Regions from separate parts of the Arabidopsis thaliana genome. Here region 1 is linked to region 2. Evidence: chromatin contacts called from public ChIA-PET data. All regions are on one chromosome and are shown on one strand. The core of a region is the stretch at or near the end of the contact, and the rest is flanking DNA. Distances in the headings are between cores, read along the strand shown. Region 1 holds the start of AT5G44568. Region 2 holds the start of AT5G44500 (Small nuclear ribonucleoprotein family protein).

Evidence for each region. ChIA-PET counts read pairs in DNA pulled down with a chosen protein or histone mark.
Region 1: an H3K4me3 ChIA-PET map of shoot shows a contact between it and region 2, with 11 read pairs. The contact joins the promoter of AT5G44568 here to the promoter of AT5G44500 in region 2. A contact is called at or near these places in 2 of 26 Hi-C or Micro-C datasets (shoot and vegetative nucleus) and 1 of 2 datasets of contacts at active chromatin or transcription factors (shoot).

Annotation. Positions count from the first base shown.
Region 1 is chr5:17,959,977-17,967,302 of TAIR10.1, forward strand. It overlaps AT5G44568, which reads right to left and starts at 2,300. Exons shown (of 2, transcript NM_001085241.2): 1 at 2,065-2,300; 2 at 1,043-1,524. The coding sequence starts at 2,170. The coding sequence ends at 1,403. It overlaps AT5G44566, which reads right to left and starts at 3,807. Exons shown (of 1, transcript NM_001344563.1): 1 at 3,628-3,807. The coding sequence starts at 3,807. The coding sequence ends at 3,628. AT5G44570 reads left to right here and starts at 4,440. Exons shown (of 4, transcript NM_001161289.2): 1 at 4,440-4,568; 2 at 5,001-5,219; 3 at 5,562-5,627; 4 at 6,489-6,520. The coding sequence starts at 4,463. The coding sequence ends at 6,520. It also overlaps AT5G44569.
Region 2 is chr5:17,924,133-17,931,587 of TAIR10.1, forward strand. AT5G44500 (Small nuclear ribonucleoprotein family protein) reads left to right here and starts at 3,315. Exons shown (of 2, transcript NM_123817.4): 1 at 3,315-4,141; 2 at 5,021-5,703. The coding sequence starts at 3,373. The coding sequence ends at 4,137. AT5G44495 (ECA1 gametogenesis related family protein) reads right to left here and starts at 2,578. Exons shown (of 1, transcript NM_001085240.2): 1 at 2,170-2,578. The coding sequence starts at 2,578. The coding sequence ends at 2,219. It overlaps AT5G44490 (FBD, F-box, Skp2-like and Leucine Rich Repeat domains containing protein), which reads left to right. Exons shown (of 3, transcript NM_001344551.1): 1 at 1-844; 2 at 931-1,098; 3 at 1,184-1,575. The coding sequence ends at 1,456. TAO1 (target of AVRB operation1) reads right to left here. Exons shown (of 7, transcript NM_001344552.1): 4 at 6,377-7,455; 5 at 6,150-6,197; 6 at 5,810-5,832; 7 at 5,426-5,660. The coding sequence ends at 5,609.

The DNA of each region.
Region 1 (7,326 bases), core at 1,050-3,549, 35 kb after region 2:
AACTTAACCTGTGAACTTGTGACAAAAAGTCGAGTATCTTCTTTGGAGCTTACATCACACACCATAGACTTATCATATGATACTTCATCGATCAATGGCTTCACAACTATATTCGCGAATCTCCATTATATTGGAACAATTAGTGAGCATCAACGATGATTGAACGCATATGAAAAGATAGAAAAATCTAGCTTTTATTTATAGATCGAGGTATGTGAAAAAAAACAAAAAATTATTTGAATGAAGTAACAAAACAACAATTAGTGAGCATCAATTATTTCTTTTTCAATAGTTCATTACTTCATTCACATAGTTGATCCTCACTAATTGTTGGTTTGTCGTATGGAAACCTTACTTCATTCACATAGTTACCCAAAATCTATATTGGTTCCTTTTTTTTACCAAATATACACTAAAATATTCAGAAAAAAGCTAAAACATTGGTTATTTTTACTCAAATATACGCAAATATTTCTGAATTACTCGAAAATATCTATATATTCGGATTTATAATTGTTATGTTAGGTATTTGGTGTATTATAAGCATAAATTTAACTAATATTTTTAGGTGTATACTTGTATGTCAGATACATACGGATAGCCAAAAGTATTAGATTCGGGTTAGATTGTTTTGGATAGAGAGACTTAGGACCCATTCATGTATTTTTAAACAACGGTTCGGTTCGATTTTGGTATTTTCAGGTCTTTGGTTCCTATTTGTTTGCCCAAAGCTACTAATCAAAATCATGCCTTTTAATATATAAGCATATGTAAAATATTGATGTATTTGCAATAATTAATAAGGTGTATAATTTGAACACACCAAAAAAATAAGGTGTACAATTTGATATATGTAATTTAGAGGTGATGTTTTAACTTTTTTTATTTCCCTCTTACTCAGAAGAAATTAGAGGCATTTATTCAACAAAACACAATAAAAACATATATATTTTACTTTGCCTTTCTCATTTCACCTTTGGAACATTGTAGTCCTTCATATATATTAGTAAATAATACATATGTAAATCATAAGATTCATAACCTCAAACATATGTTTAAAACAATTAAACAAAAAAATTAGTAGATTTCAGGAGTATAGTCTTGAACTCTTGATAATTGAACGTTCAAAAATATCAAAAATTTATTTTTAAAAACCGAAAAATAAAGGACTAGAGGCTTGTTATTTTGTTAAAGGATATCATGACTAGAAGTTGTAGTCCCGTAGTGATATAGCTTTTTTATTTTATTCTAGATATACGTCTGATTGTGTGTGTACATGTGTTGTAGACACGAAAAAAAAACCTTAACTATAAATAAAAAATATGATACAACATGGTTTTGTATAACAAAATACTTATAAAACTCTCTTGACCTCTTATCCTGCACTATGATGACTTATGGCTTATGGGCCTTTATCTTTAGGCGATGCAGAGTGAAACGAAGCGATAGGAGGTTTGACGATGCCACGGAGAGGTGGAGGGGGAGGAGGAAGAGGAACGCAATCCAAACGCAATTTGTTCCTTTCTAACAATATGTATGTACCACAAATTGTATGATTAATTTCTTCAAACAATAAATATGATTAAAACTACAACAGAAAACTATGTATAGAGAGTATAAACAAGGTAATTACTTTTAAAAAATACGTAATTAGGGAAATGATAATTGCTAGAGCTGCTATTAGAAAGGAAAAAGGACAAAAATAAATGTAACAAATTAACAATGTAATACATTATTATTTAAAAAATAATAAAATAAATATTCGGTTGGTAGTCTAGTACATTGATATAATACTATTTAACACTATCAATACTAATACAATAAATCAAACTTAGATAAAAGATAAATAATTATATTCGATAAAATAGATGTCCACATAAAAATAACGTGATACCATGGAAAAACATTATGTGTTCTGCAACCTTAGATGTTGAGAATAAAACCAAACTAAAACTCCAAACCAAATTATAACAGTATTACTATATGTGGATGTGGAATGTAGCTCGTTTTTAATAGACACACAAACTCAATACAAAAGTAAGAGAGGTAGTGTTAAATAGTTACGTTGGAGACGTTTGGCCTGGGCGACTCCAACTTGAGATAAGATAAACAAGAGCAGAATAAACAAAGACAGAAGAAGATGACCTAAATTTGATGTCTTTGTAGCCATTACTTAAGTGCTCGACTCTCTCAAAACTCCATTACAAGACACATATATAAGATAATGAAGCATAGGTAGTAGATATGGCTACTATAAATGTAGTACTGGGCCTAGTAGCCGACGAACATTTCCATTCAACGCGCTTTGACTTTATGAAGCTGCGAAAAGTCTTTGCAAACCAAAATTATATGTATAAATACAATTGACGTAGATAATAATTTAATTTTTTTAATTAAATATAAAACGGTTTTTTTATATATGTAAATTGTAAAGTGATGATGTTGTAACCCTTTTTATTTCTTTCTAATGTTTAAAAAACGCTTTCTGAAAAAAAAAATTACTTTGGTTTGTCATTTCATTTTGAAGCATTGTAGTCTTTCAAATTTATAAAGAATATGTAAATTATAACCTGAAACATATAATATGAGAATAATAAATGTTGTTGAGATTGGTGGGAGTCATGGTTGTGAGATTAGCTACCATCCATGGCATGGGATTATATATGGGAGGATATGTTGCATTAGTAAGAGATATTCATTGCTTGCAGGTTGTGATGTCATGGACTAAAGTTGGTAACAAAGTTTGCGCTGAATGTTCTTGAACACCACATAACAATAATCGACCAATGTAAGGTCTGGTAGTGCGAAAATCAGATCCTCTTGGGGAATTATGTTGCATCAAAGAATGTTGCTGATTTTGATCTGCTTTTAGCAGAGAGCGGTTGCAGTTGATGACGTATTTGCTATGATAAAAATGATGACGGAGGCATATGAGTGTGGCTGCTAAAAAACCTTGCAAGTGTTTCATTTAAAATATTCAGCAATCAAATCCGATATTATGTGCTTTCTTAATAAAAATAAGCAAACACATCTTTACACAGAAATAATCGTAGGGACGCTATGGCCTATAGCAAACAGAGGAATGCGTTTGGCCTTTTTCTAAACACCAAAAATATATTAGTCAAGTCTTTTCGATTTTGTATACATTCACAAAAAAGATAAAACTACAATTCCTACATATATATAAATAAAAAAAATACTACAAAATAATAATTTCTATCGTCTCGTCTAACTGAAGTCTTCAGCCCACTTGCAAATAAGGTACGTAGATATTAAATATAGAGATAATTCATTTAGGTGGAAATAGTATTTTTCTTAAGATTAGTTTTTTTTTTTTTTTTCTTAAGATTATAATATAATTCTTCTCAAATGGGCTTGGGCCAAAGCCTACAACAAAAAACAGTCCAGTTACAAAAGTGGTTAATCGACAACATTGCCGGAAAAAAAGAAAAGCTCTCTGCTCGTTGATAGATGCCAGCAGAGGACCGGAGCCTTAAATCCGGCGGGCTCAAGAGCTACCGTTTCGTGGTCACCAACGAAGATCGGGAATCTCCAACGAAAGAGACCGGTTTTCATCATCAAAACCATCCCTCCGATGCACCAACCCACAACAGATCTCCCGGAAAGCTAGTTGCTCCGACTAGGCACATCGACGAAATCGGATCCTGAAAAAGCAACCCAATCCACTGGGCGGTAACCCTTCTCTTCCAAACCGAAAGTAGCCAAAAAACCTGAGTTTCGACGATTCAATCCGGCTCGATGGATGCTAAATTGAGGCAGATCTAAAGGATGGTGGCTCAAATCCATTGCCTTTAAACCCGAACTCCTCAACCGCCCTCTAAGACCCTATGGATCTGCAGCTAACCACCGTGCAAACCAATTTTTTAAGATTAGTTTTCTTTTATAACAATTTTAGTTTTAATTAGAAAAACTTGACAAGATTTTGAAGGTTTAATAAGATAATTTAGACTTCTTTTTAAATATTCATGATCAAATTTACAGCTCCAAATTTTTTTATGTTTGACATCAAACCACAAACGCATTATTAATTTTTACATTTCCTAACTACACAAAATTTTAAAACTCAGCCTAAAACTGTTCTACCATTTTTAAGTGTTTGATATTTCTCCACTGGTGACGCTGAAGTTAAAAAAGACTAAGACAAAATATATGAATGGAGACCGAACTGTACAGTGCAGTGTGATTCCAATAGTAACAAACATGATTATGGAGTATGACATAATCACAAAATATTAAATGTCACAAAGTTTGGTAGACTTTGCGGCAAAATGGAAATGTCCGGGCATTGGACGGTAGGCCCAGACTAGACTTTGTGGCAAAATGGAAATGTCCAGGCGTTGGACCGTAGGCCCAGACGGTCAGACTCATAGTACCACATTTTACATGTAGTATATAAATAGGTCTTATAATGGAGTTTTGAGAAAGTGGAAAACCTAGCTTAATGGCTACAAAGACATCAAATTTCGTTTCTCTTCGCGTATCTTTGTTTATTCTTCTCTTATTTATCTCATCTCAAGTTGCTATCGCTGACGCCAAACATCTCCAACGTAAGTGTTTACACACTAACACACATAAGGCCTCTTGGCTTTTTCTAACACTCGCATGAACATAAGCTTGGTTACTGTTTAGCGATTTAACAATATACATAAGTTTGGCTTTGTATTCAATGTTCATTGATGAAATTTTTATTATTGTATGAAACATAAAATGAAAGTTTATATCTTATTATGTCTCAACGTCAATTTGTTTTTTGAAATATCAAATTGTTCTCTCTCTCTCTATATATATATATATAGATAATAAATAGTCTGCGCTCTATCATGAATTAAATATTGTTTAGAATATCCAACATTAATTTTGAATCTAAAATATTAATATTCATAATTTTTAATTTTTACCTATGTCAAACAAAGCATATTTAAAAACTAAAATTTATAATTGTAATTTGTAAATCAATAGAATTAAGAAGGAAGTTGCAGATAGTACGACGATCAAGAAGTCAAAGAGGTCGTCAATACAATCCACCGACGCTGCGTGTGCCGCCGCCACCACCACCGCCCCTGCCCCAGATGCCGAGTGCAGCCACACCTCCCCCAATGCCGCAGTTGTCACCACTGCAGCCGAAAATGCATGTATCATCACTGCAGCCACAAATGCTCTATCCACCTCCTTCGTTGCCGTATGCTTCATCGCCGACGGTATGAAAACAATAATTCCATTATTAAAAAAATAGTTTTCAAATTATAAGATCGATTTTAACTATGTATATACGATGATAACTAGCTATAAAATCAATAAAAATTATAATTTATTATTATCGACACTAAACATTTTCCGGAAATTACACATTCAAATTCTAATTTTGAAGAATATTTTATAAACCTAAACTTTTATGATATTTTCAGAGTTTTGTGTAGTTTTAGAAAACAAAAGCACATAAAATGTGGTACTCTTCGAACTGAATTTTTTTGGTAAATTTATCTTCTTCTAAGAATCATAATTATAAGTTTATCAATATATGCTATATTGTCATCATGCAGTCTACATAACGAAGGAGAAAGATGACGCTGGTGGTAGTCGCATAACGAAGAAGGAAGCTGATGCTAGTATGAGATAGCTTCAGTCCTTCATTTATCAAGGAAAGAATAAATCTTTTTACAATATATGTTTTTTTTTTTAACGTATGTTGATATGAATCTTGCACTATTAATAACCATATCTTAGTCAATGTGATATTTAATTTGTAATAATTGCTAAGATATATCATAATCCCAATATCTTTTTATTTTTTTGTTCCATGGATGATGGGAGTAATGACTATCTAGTATACAAGGTGTTATGTTGTTATTGTGATTTCTTTGTTAGCTAGATTTCTACTGCTTTTTTGTTTTTCTTTTGTCAAAAGATTTCTACTGCCTTTATTAAAGAAGTTGAATTATATATAGAGGACATCGACCAAAATATATATTCATTTAAGTTTTATATTATCTTGGATTGTTGATTTATGATTATATATAATTTTACTCAATATTAGATAATACTTTAAAATTTTGATCTAGTTAATATATATATTTTTGATCTGAGAGATGGAGAAGAGCTTTTCACTGGTAGAAGTAGAAGATGAACTAGTCATGATGACACATAGATGAAGGGAAAATATAGAGCAGAGAAAGATGAACGAAGAAGAAAGAGAGAGGAGAGGATCGATTGCTTTTAGCTTGGAGGCTAGGTTAAGCGTATGATACCATGTAGAAAGGTAAACTCCGTGACCTTTATTATATAATCTCATGAGTATATAAGGTTACAAGAAAATGTTCTAGATCGTATCTAGGGTAAATCTAAAAGAAAATTTACATTTTTGATATATACTCTAACAATCATAAACAGTTGATCATAATCATGTGCATGACTATGAGTTTGATGTATGATGATGATGAGATGTGATGAGTATATGATAATATATTCAGGTTGTGATGATGAATGTAAGAAGATTAAATGATGCCAGGATGATCGATAGTTTGGATGTATATATGCATGTTGCATCTATACTATATGATATGGTATAAGTTTGGTTGTATGTTGTTAATCATTGTGGACGGATTTTGATTCATGTGTGTACAAGTAAGTAAAGATTGTTGGTGTGATTTATGGATATGGGGTCAGGGTAAGCTAGATATGAACAATTGTGATATGTTGTAACACCATGAGTTTATAAATGGTCCCCAAAGAAGAATGCACTGATAAAGATTTGAGAGCTGATTCTCTAAATATATAGTGAATTTGTGTGCTAAAGCTGAGAGTAGAGTTCCTGGCATTGTCAAAGCATCTCACATAGCATTAGGATAACGTCTGCAAATAAGCAATGATTGATGGCCCGATAGTACGTGCTACATTGTCCTTTTCTTGGTGTCAGATATACTAGATAAGATATTGGGTTTGTTGTCCAAGTCCCCGGAGAATAAAAAGTAATTAAAGCGTACCATTCATTAGCGTGTTGGTCGAACCAAAACCGAGAATAATTTCTAATCATATCAAATATCTAACCAAATATCTTTAATAATATAAAATAGAAAAGTTTAAGAATATTTTGGAAAGCTTACACCTCTGAAAAGTCAACTTGTAATTCGTCGTTAAACTTTAAACTATAAGAATAAGAGGAAAATGTCAATATTTCACATAGGTGATGGAGAAAATAATAATATGTTTTTATTGGGAAAATTTCATAAAACAATCTTCAAGCTAGCAACCACTTACACTATAAATTTTTAAAGTTTTAAACTTTCACAATAAACCATCAAAGTAATA
Region 2 (7,455 bases), core at 2,065-4,564:
TCTTCCGACAAAGGAAGCTGTTAGTACTAGTGTTTTGTCCAGTAGGTGGAAAAGTGTCTGGCTTTTGATTCCTGACTTGGATTTGAACTCTAGTGCATTCCCAAGTAACAATGCATTTGTGGGTTTTATAGATAAGTTTATAGATTTCTCTAAGATAGAGAATTCATGTTTGCACAAGCTTAAGCTAAGTATTCGGAAGGAGCATGAGAATGATAACAAGTCTTGTGTCACGCGATGGATTGGTTTTGTGGCTACCCATAAACTTAAGCATCTTGATGTTGAGTGTCTTCTTTGGAAGAAAAAGTGTTTGGAAGTGATGCCATTAACCCTCTATATTACTCAGACGCTTTTTTACTTAAGACTCCATCGGGTATTGTTGGGTAATGTTGAGTCTATTTCATTACCTTGTCTCAAGACTATGCATTTAGAACAAAATGTTTATGCCAATGAGACGTGTCTAGAGTTCTTTATCTCATCTTGCCCTGTTCTTGAAGATCTGAGTATTGTTAGAAAGGTAGATGATAATGTAAAGGTTTTACGAGTGCTTTCCCAAACACTAACCAGTCTTTTTGTAGCTTTTGATTATGGTGAGCACCGTAGAGGCTTTCATGGGTATTATAGCTTAGACTTTGGAGTTTTGATTGATGCACCTAGACTAAAATATTTGAAGATCGGAGATGATATATCGCGGAGTAAAATCGTAAGCAATATGGATTCCTTAGCCAAGATTGAAATTGTTGGCCTCTTTTATATTGAACGTGCTTTTCATAACAAGGTGGCCCGTAACTTTTTCATCGGTATCTCCAGAGTTAGAGATATGATCATCTCTGACCGTGCTATGTGGGTATGTCAATGATAATCATATATATACATGTGATCACTAAATTTTACTTACCCATATTCTTATCTTTTTTTTTTTAATGTAAGCAGTTCATGTCTTTCTACTTCTTGAGAGAAGAATCAACACCCCAGTTTTGCAACCTGTCCAGTTTGGAAGTAAAAATCTCATGGTCCCGAGGGATAAACCTGTCGATGTTTCTTGATAACTCTCCGAATCTAAAATCCATGGTCTTGGTGATTTATTGCAAAAACCTAGAGGTTAAACTTAATTAATCTTCGTTTAAAATGTTTTTGTTATATAATAAATCTACATATATTTTCATTAATCTTATGTATTTTGCAGAAGTCAGTAAGTTTCTCGTCCGTGCCTCAGTGTTTGTTATCATCCCTGGAGTTTGTAGAGATAAAAATCAGCAGATTCGGCATAATCTCTCTTGGAATTGGAATAGCAAGGTTCTTTGTAGAGAACTCAGTAGTTCTCAAGAAACTTGTTGTGCATTCGAGCCGTCCCATGCGTAAGAAAAGTTTGGTTGCCTTCGAGAATCTCCTTGCATTACCGAGGCGATCTAGCATGTGTCAAATCATATCTGTTGTTGACGGTTATAAAGACTTTTAGGCAGCTCTTTGATAAGACCAAAACTAGCATTTTTAGATATTTGGACTTGGATTTTGATTTTTGTTGGAACTACATTTTGATGTTATGAGTGAAATTTTTATTTAAAGTAAAAGGTGACTAATAATTTGGAAGATTCAAAGATTGTGATTCTGCCTCAAGTGGTTTGGTTCTCCAGCCGGGTCTTGCGGTGGGGAAAATGAGAGGTGTAGTTTGGCAGCGGATGACGCCTATCTGTTAGAACCATCTGGGAGGTAATCTATGAGTAGGGCTGTCATTTGGTCATGACCATGTCCATATGGCCGTCCGAGCGGACACTCTCTTTCTGTTGGCTTTGATGTTGCTATTGCAGCCATCTAGGTGTAACAAGCCAATGCATTCTTTTGTGAGCGCATTGGCCGATTAGATTAGCATCGATCAACATAGGTTTTTTCATAATATTTAGTATTGAATTTTTTATATGAGAGGTCACTGGTTAGTGCATAGCTCCTTCGTAAATCATTTATAGGAATCAAAAACAACCAAGATATGAGATGTGAAAAACATACTAATCCAAATGTGCAATTTAGTTAAAAATGTTATAGACAACTGTTAAGTAAAAATGAGGAAAAAGTGACCAGTTATTAATGATGTTATTATATCGTTGAAAAATTTTGATACAAATCGGAAACCTAATCGTATTTTCCAACTTAAACAAAGTAAAAGAAAAAAAAAAGAAAAAAAAGAAAGCAAAGGTTAACATTATTGGTTTCTAAGTTCTAATTTTTAGTAGGAGGCTCCGCCAACAGTTTTTGAACATTGTTCCTTTAGCATAGGAGGAAAAAACGGATTGAACGGAAGTTGCGGAATACAATTGGTTTCGGCTTCCAAAATTGCTTTGCAACAAGCTGAACCTATCTTGCCGAACTTTTCTAAGAGTATGGATTGCGAAAACTCTACGATGCACCCTGGAATATTTATCACAGATGATAAACATTTTGTTATATCAGGTAATCCTGGTACACCGGGACTCGGTAGAAATGGAAATGGAAAAGGAAAAAGTGCCGGAAATTGTGGTAATTGGGCATTTACAGACAATGCAATGCATAAAACCGCTAGAAATAAGATCACGTTTTTTATAGCCATAATAAAAAAAAAAAATGTTTGAAATATTCCAATATATAATTCTTTCTCGTGTTTGTTGTTGAGTGATAAACAATACTAAGATCAAATTTATTTATAGGGGAAGAAATGAACTATGGTGGTACTAATTGAATTTGTCTTTATGAAACGTTTTTCAAATCTTTATTAGGTAATTTAATAACAGGCAGTTTCTTATTTTGATTGAGTGAGCAGTTTCTAAAATTAAAAGATAGTCCACAGCCACACACCTCTATGAGAAATATTTATTACTTTACTATCGATGAGAGGAGATGATATATGTATAACCGAAATAATTCAGAGTTTAATCCAATAAATCCAGTTAATATTAATCCTTCGGTGTTGGTAGATCTTTTGTTCGTTTCTCCCTTTTTTTTTATTCTACAGCAAAAATGGTCTCTTGAATCTAAAGACAATACTCTATGTACAATATCTCGGAGATTCAACGATTTAATAAAAGTTTAAAGAGAATAATAATAATTTTTTCGCTCTTAGACAAAAAGAAATCATTAAAGTTTTTTCAATGAATAATAATAAATTTACAAAACTATACTATATAAATTAATTTGACAAATGGTGAAAAAAAAAAAAAGGCAATACACCTATGTTATGTATAGCCTAACCCATTCTAACTAGGCCCAAATTGAAACAAAGCCCAACAAGAAGGAAAGTGTCATTCATTCTTTCTCGAATAAAACCGTAGAAATTCCCCCTCTTCCCCAATTCCACTGCCAAAACTCTTCGCTTAATTCTCCGGCGTATACAAGTCGCCGGCAAAAATGTCGATGTCGAAGAGCTCCAAGATGCTTCAGTTCATAAACTACAGGATGCGAGTAACAATCCAAGACGGAAGACAGCTAATCGGAAAATTCATGGCGTTCGATCGCCACATGAATCTTGTTCTTGGCGACTGCGAAGAGTTTCGAAAACTTCCTCCGGCGAAAGGTAATAAGAAGACGAACGAAGAAAGAGAAGAGCGTCGTACGCTTGGTTTGGTTTTACTTAGAGGAGAAGAAGTGATTTCGATGACTGTCGAAGGTCCACCGCCACCTGAAGAATCTCGCGCCAAATCTGGATCTGTAACCGCTGTGGCTGGTCCCGGAATCGGTCGTGCTGCTGGACGTGGAGTACCTACTGGTCCATTGGTTCAAGCTCAGCCTGGTTTATCTGGTCCTGTTCGTGGAATTGGTGGACCTGCTCCTGGAATGATGCAGCCTCAGATCTCTAGACCACCACAGATTATTCGTCCTCCGGGACAAATGCCACCACAGCCTCCTTTTGCTGGTCAAGGAGGTCCTCCTCCACCTTATGGTATGAGACCACCGTATCCTGGTCCACCACCGCCTCAGTATGGTGGACAGCAAAGGCCAATGATGATTCCTCCACCTGGTGGTATGATGAGAGGACCTCCTCCACCTCATGGTATGCAAGGACCGCCTCCTTCTCGCCCTGGAATGCCTCCCCCCGGTGGTGCTCCGATGTTTGCTCCGCCTCATCCTGGCATGCCACCTGCTCCGCCAAATCACCATAATCAGCAACATTGATTAGGTAGCTGTTTATCAAGTTTTGGAACACTACTTGATTATCCTTTATTATCTGCTGATGGTTGCTTGTAAGTGTAGCTTGGCTATGATGTGAGATTTGGTTGAAATTGAACTTATTTTGATTTAGCTTGGACTTGTGTAGTGACTGAAGTTTATAAATCATAAGTTAGCTGCAGTCTCTACTAGTCTGCTGATAGTTTATTTGTGAAACCTTTAACTTACACAAAAACTTTCTTGTAACTTGAACTGATAACTTACACAGAAATTCTACTTAATTAGCCTTTATAATTTATCAGCAATTTCTAGTCTGCTTGGCCATGTGTGATTTGTGTGGAATTGAACTTGTCTTGATTAGCTTGGGCATGTGTTGTGAGTAGTAGTCTGCTCATGACTGTCTTAGCTTGCACAGTTTCTAGGTTGTTGATGAGTGCTTTGTTGTCAGTTGCTTTTCTTCTTATGTTTCCTTAAGAGTATGATCACTTTAAAAGGTTTGTTACTATAAAGCATTCTAGAATCATCACATTGTGAATCCTGTAACTTACACTCAGAAACTCTCTTGCCTGTTGTTCTAATGAGTTTGAAAAACCCTTATTACACTTTTAGAAGCATGAATAACTCATGATGAACTTCTCAGTTCACTTTTAAACGTGTTTAATATCTTCCCAACTAGTAGAACCTTTATGATCCTTGTTTAAGGTTTGTTCGTGAATTTTGTTTTGGAAAGCTGTAGATGTTGTAGGGTTCATTAGCTATATTGGAAGAACTTGTGGATACATCTTTTTGCCCTTGCTCTCTGTTGGCATATGATATTGGATGATTTTTTTTTTTTAATATCTCTGTTAGAAAGATCTGCTAAGTACAATTTTCTCGATCTGGATTGTAGGAGTCACTTCATCTACAACGAAAGCAACATCCACATGATTGAGTTACCCCTCGGCTAGTCGTAGCGTTTTTCTCCGTGAAGCTCAGAGAATTGATGAGTTCATATTGGTGATTTCTCGTGGAAAAAGCAACTGATTTTAGAAATAGTGAACTTGTAGGAGTTACAACCTTGCTCCATGAACTTGAATGTATTACTTGTAAAAGAGGCTCTCAATGGTTTTGACTGGCAATTCGGTTCTCAACATATATTAGGCTATGTTGCTGGTTATGTACGTAACAAATATCTTACGGTAGTCTTACACTGGATCAGACACCCACCCTCCTAAACATGCAACTAAACATGCAAATCCCGATCGCTTGATCTAAAACTTCCGTAGAAGCTAACCGTTTTTTTTTAATAATGAGTCCTTGTTCAACAACCCCACCGATCGTATCCAGGCCTTTGACCACATTATCTACGTAATTTTAAATAATCAAACATCGAGCGATGTGCGAGTTTACTATGCTGAAGGGAAAAGCTTTTACTGATTGATGCTTGGCATTGGAGTTTTGAGTATAGCATCAAGAATGTTCTGACCATTGCTAATGACTATAGGAAAATCCCTCCAAAAGGGCTTGCAACTCCTACAAACGAAACGAGTCTTCACACAATCAATAGAACCAAAACCCCGATAAATAATTTGTGAAAGAACCAGTTTCTCTTCCCTGCATTGCTTGAGTACAAATCATCTGTCTTCCCAGTCACGATAAACTAAATAAGAGTGCAAGTGAAAATGAAGAAGTCACTTACGGGGATTTTGACTCGTACTGGTCCTGCAATTTAGATTTACAAGATCCTTTATTTCGATATGGTTCTGCAGACAATATCATTGTTAATAGAGGTTTAATTGTAAGATATGCTAATAGAGAGACCAAGGATTAAAGAAGATAAAGAAGACCAGAGGTTGGCAACAAGATCAAAATGCACTCGAGGAATGAAGTAATATGCGTATACAAACATATACAAATACTTTTCATACAATGTTAGCTTCGCTGTAATATCTACATATAAACACATAGATGTATACTGTGACTTAATTGATAAATTATACATATTACCAACATCACATATATAGTAATGATAATCATACTAAGTGACACCACACAACATGCACACCAAACTTGTCAAATCGACCCAACTTTAAAAGAAAATGTTTCATCATATAGCATTAATGTATTTCAGCTCTTGTCATGCCCTAACTTCAGTCTAGTGTTTGTCTCAAATCTCAAAGACTGCAAAATAACAGCCTCCACTGACCTCTGAAGCTCATGGACATAAAGGGATTTAAAAGAGTTGGATTAGGCCGCATTCGCTTACCGCACACTTGTAACGATCAGCTCTGAACTCCAAAACGAACTCACTGGAAGTCACCACTAGTTCAAATTCGAATGTATACAGATTCTCCATTAAAAGTGGACCTTGAAGATGGCTGCTTGGTGTGTACAGAACAATGTGTCCATCTGGTTCTCGAGAAGTTACTAGATTCATCCCCCAATTTGGCCATTTGTTTTGACCCTCAACTAGCAAAAGGCAAGCTTTAAATCTCAAAGATTGAAGAAGATACTTCTGGTTCAACTTCACTGTTAAAGAATCACCAGTAGCGCGGTACGTGAAGTATGCAGGCACTTTTTCACCTGGTAATATCGCATTTCTACAAGCCGATGTCTGGATGATGAGATCTCTTGCTTCTTGATTCAGTTTGAAGCAGTTAGCGAAGTTGAGAACAATCTTTGGATTTTGAAAGAAGCAATCTAGTCTCTGCACCAGAGACTCACAATCTCCTGCATCTAGGATTAGGGAATCTGGAACCACGGGGTGCGAGACAAGATTGAGCTCTAGCAAACTAGAGCAGTTACTGACATCTAAGTATGAGAGATTACTGATTCTCCAGATGGAGGAAGGGAGCTCTACCAAACTTGAACATTTCATAAGAGACAAACTTTGAAGATTAATGGCATTCTCAACCAAGGAAGGGAGCTCCTTTAGACTTGAGCATCCGTTTAGATACAATGATTGGAGATTAGTGATATTCCAAATAGATGAGGGAAGCTCCAGTAGATTCGAGCATCCATCAAGATACAATGTATCGAGATTAGTGGCATTCTCAATAGTGAAGGGGAGTTCCATTAGACTTGAGCAATCACTGAGATACAATGATTGGAGATTAATAACATTCCCAATAGAGGGGAGCTTCACCAGACTTAAGCATCCACTGAGATTCAAATCTTCGAGACGAGTTAAATTTAACATAGAAGAAGGGCATTCCATCAAACTCGAGCAATTCAGTAGATGCAATTCCTTGAGATTAGTGTTATTTCCAATAGAGGAAGGGAGTTGCACCAGACTTGAACATCCATCAGCATATACTTTCTTGAGGTTAACAATATTCCCGATGG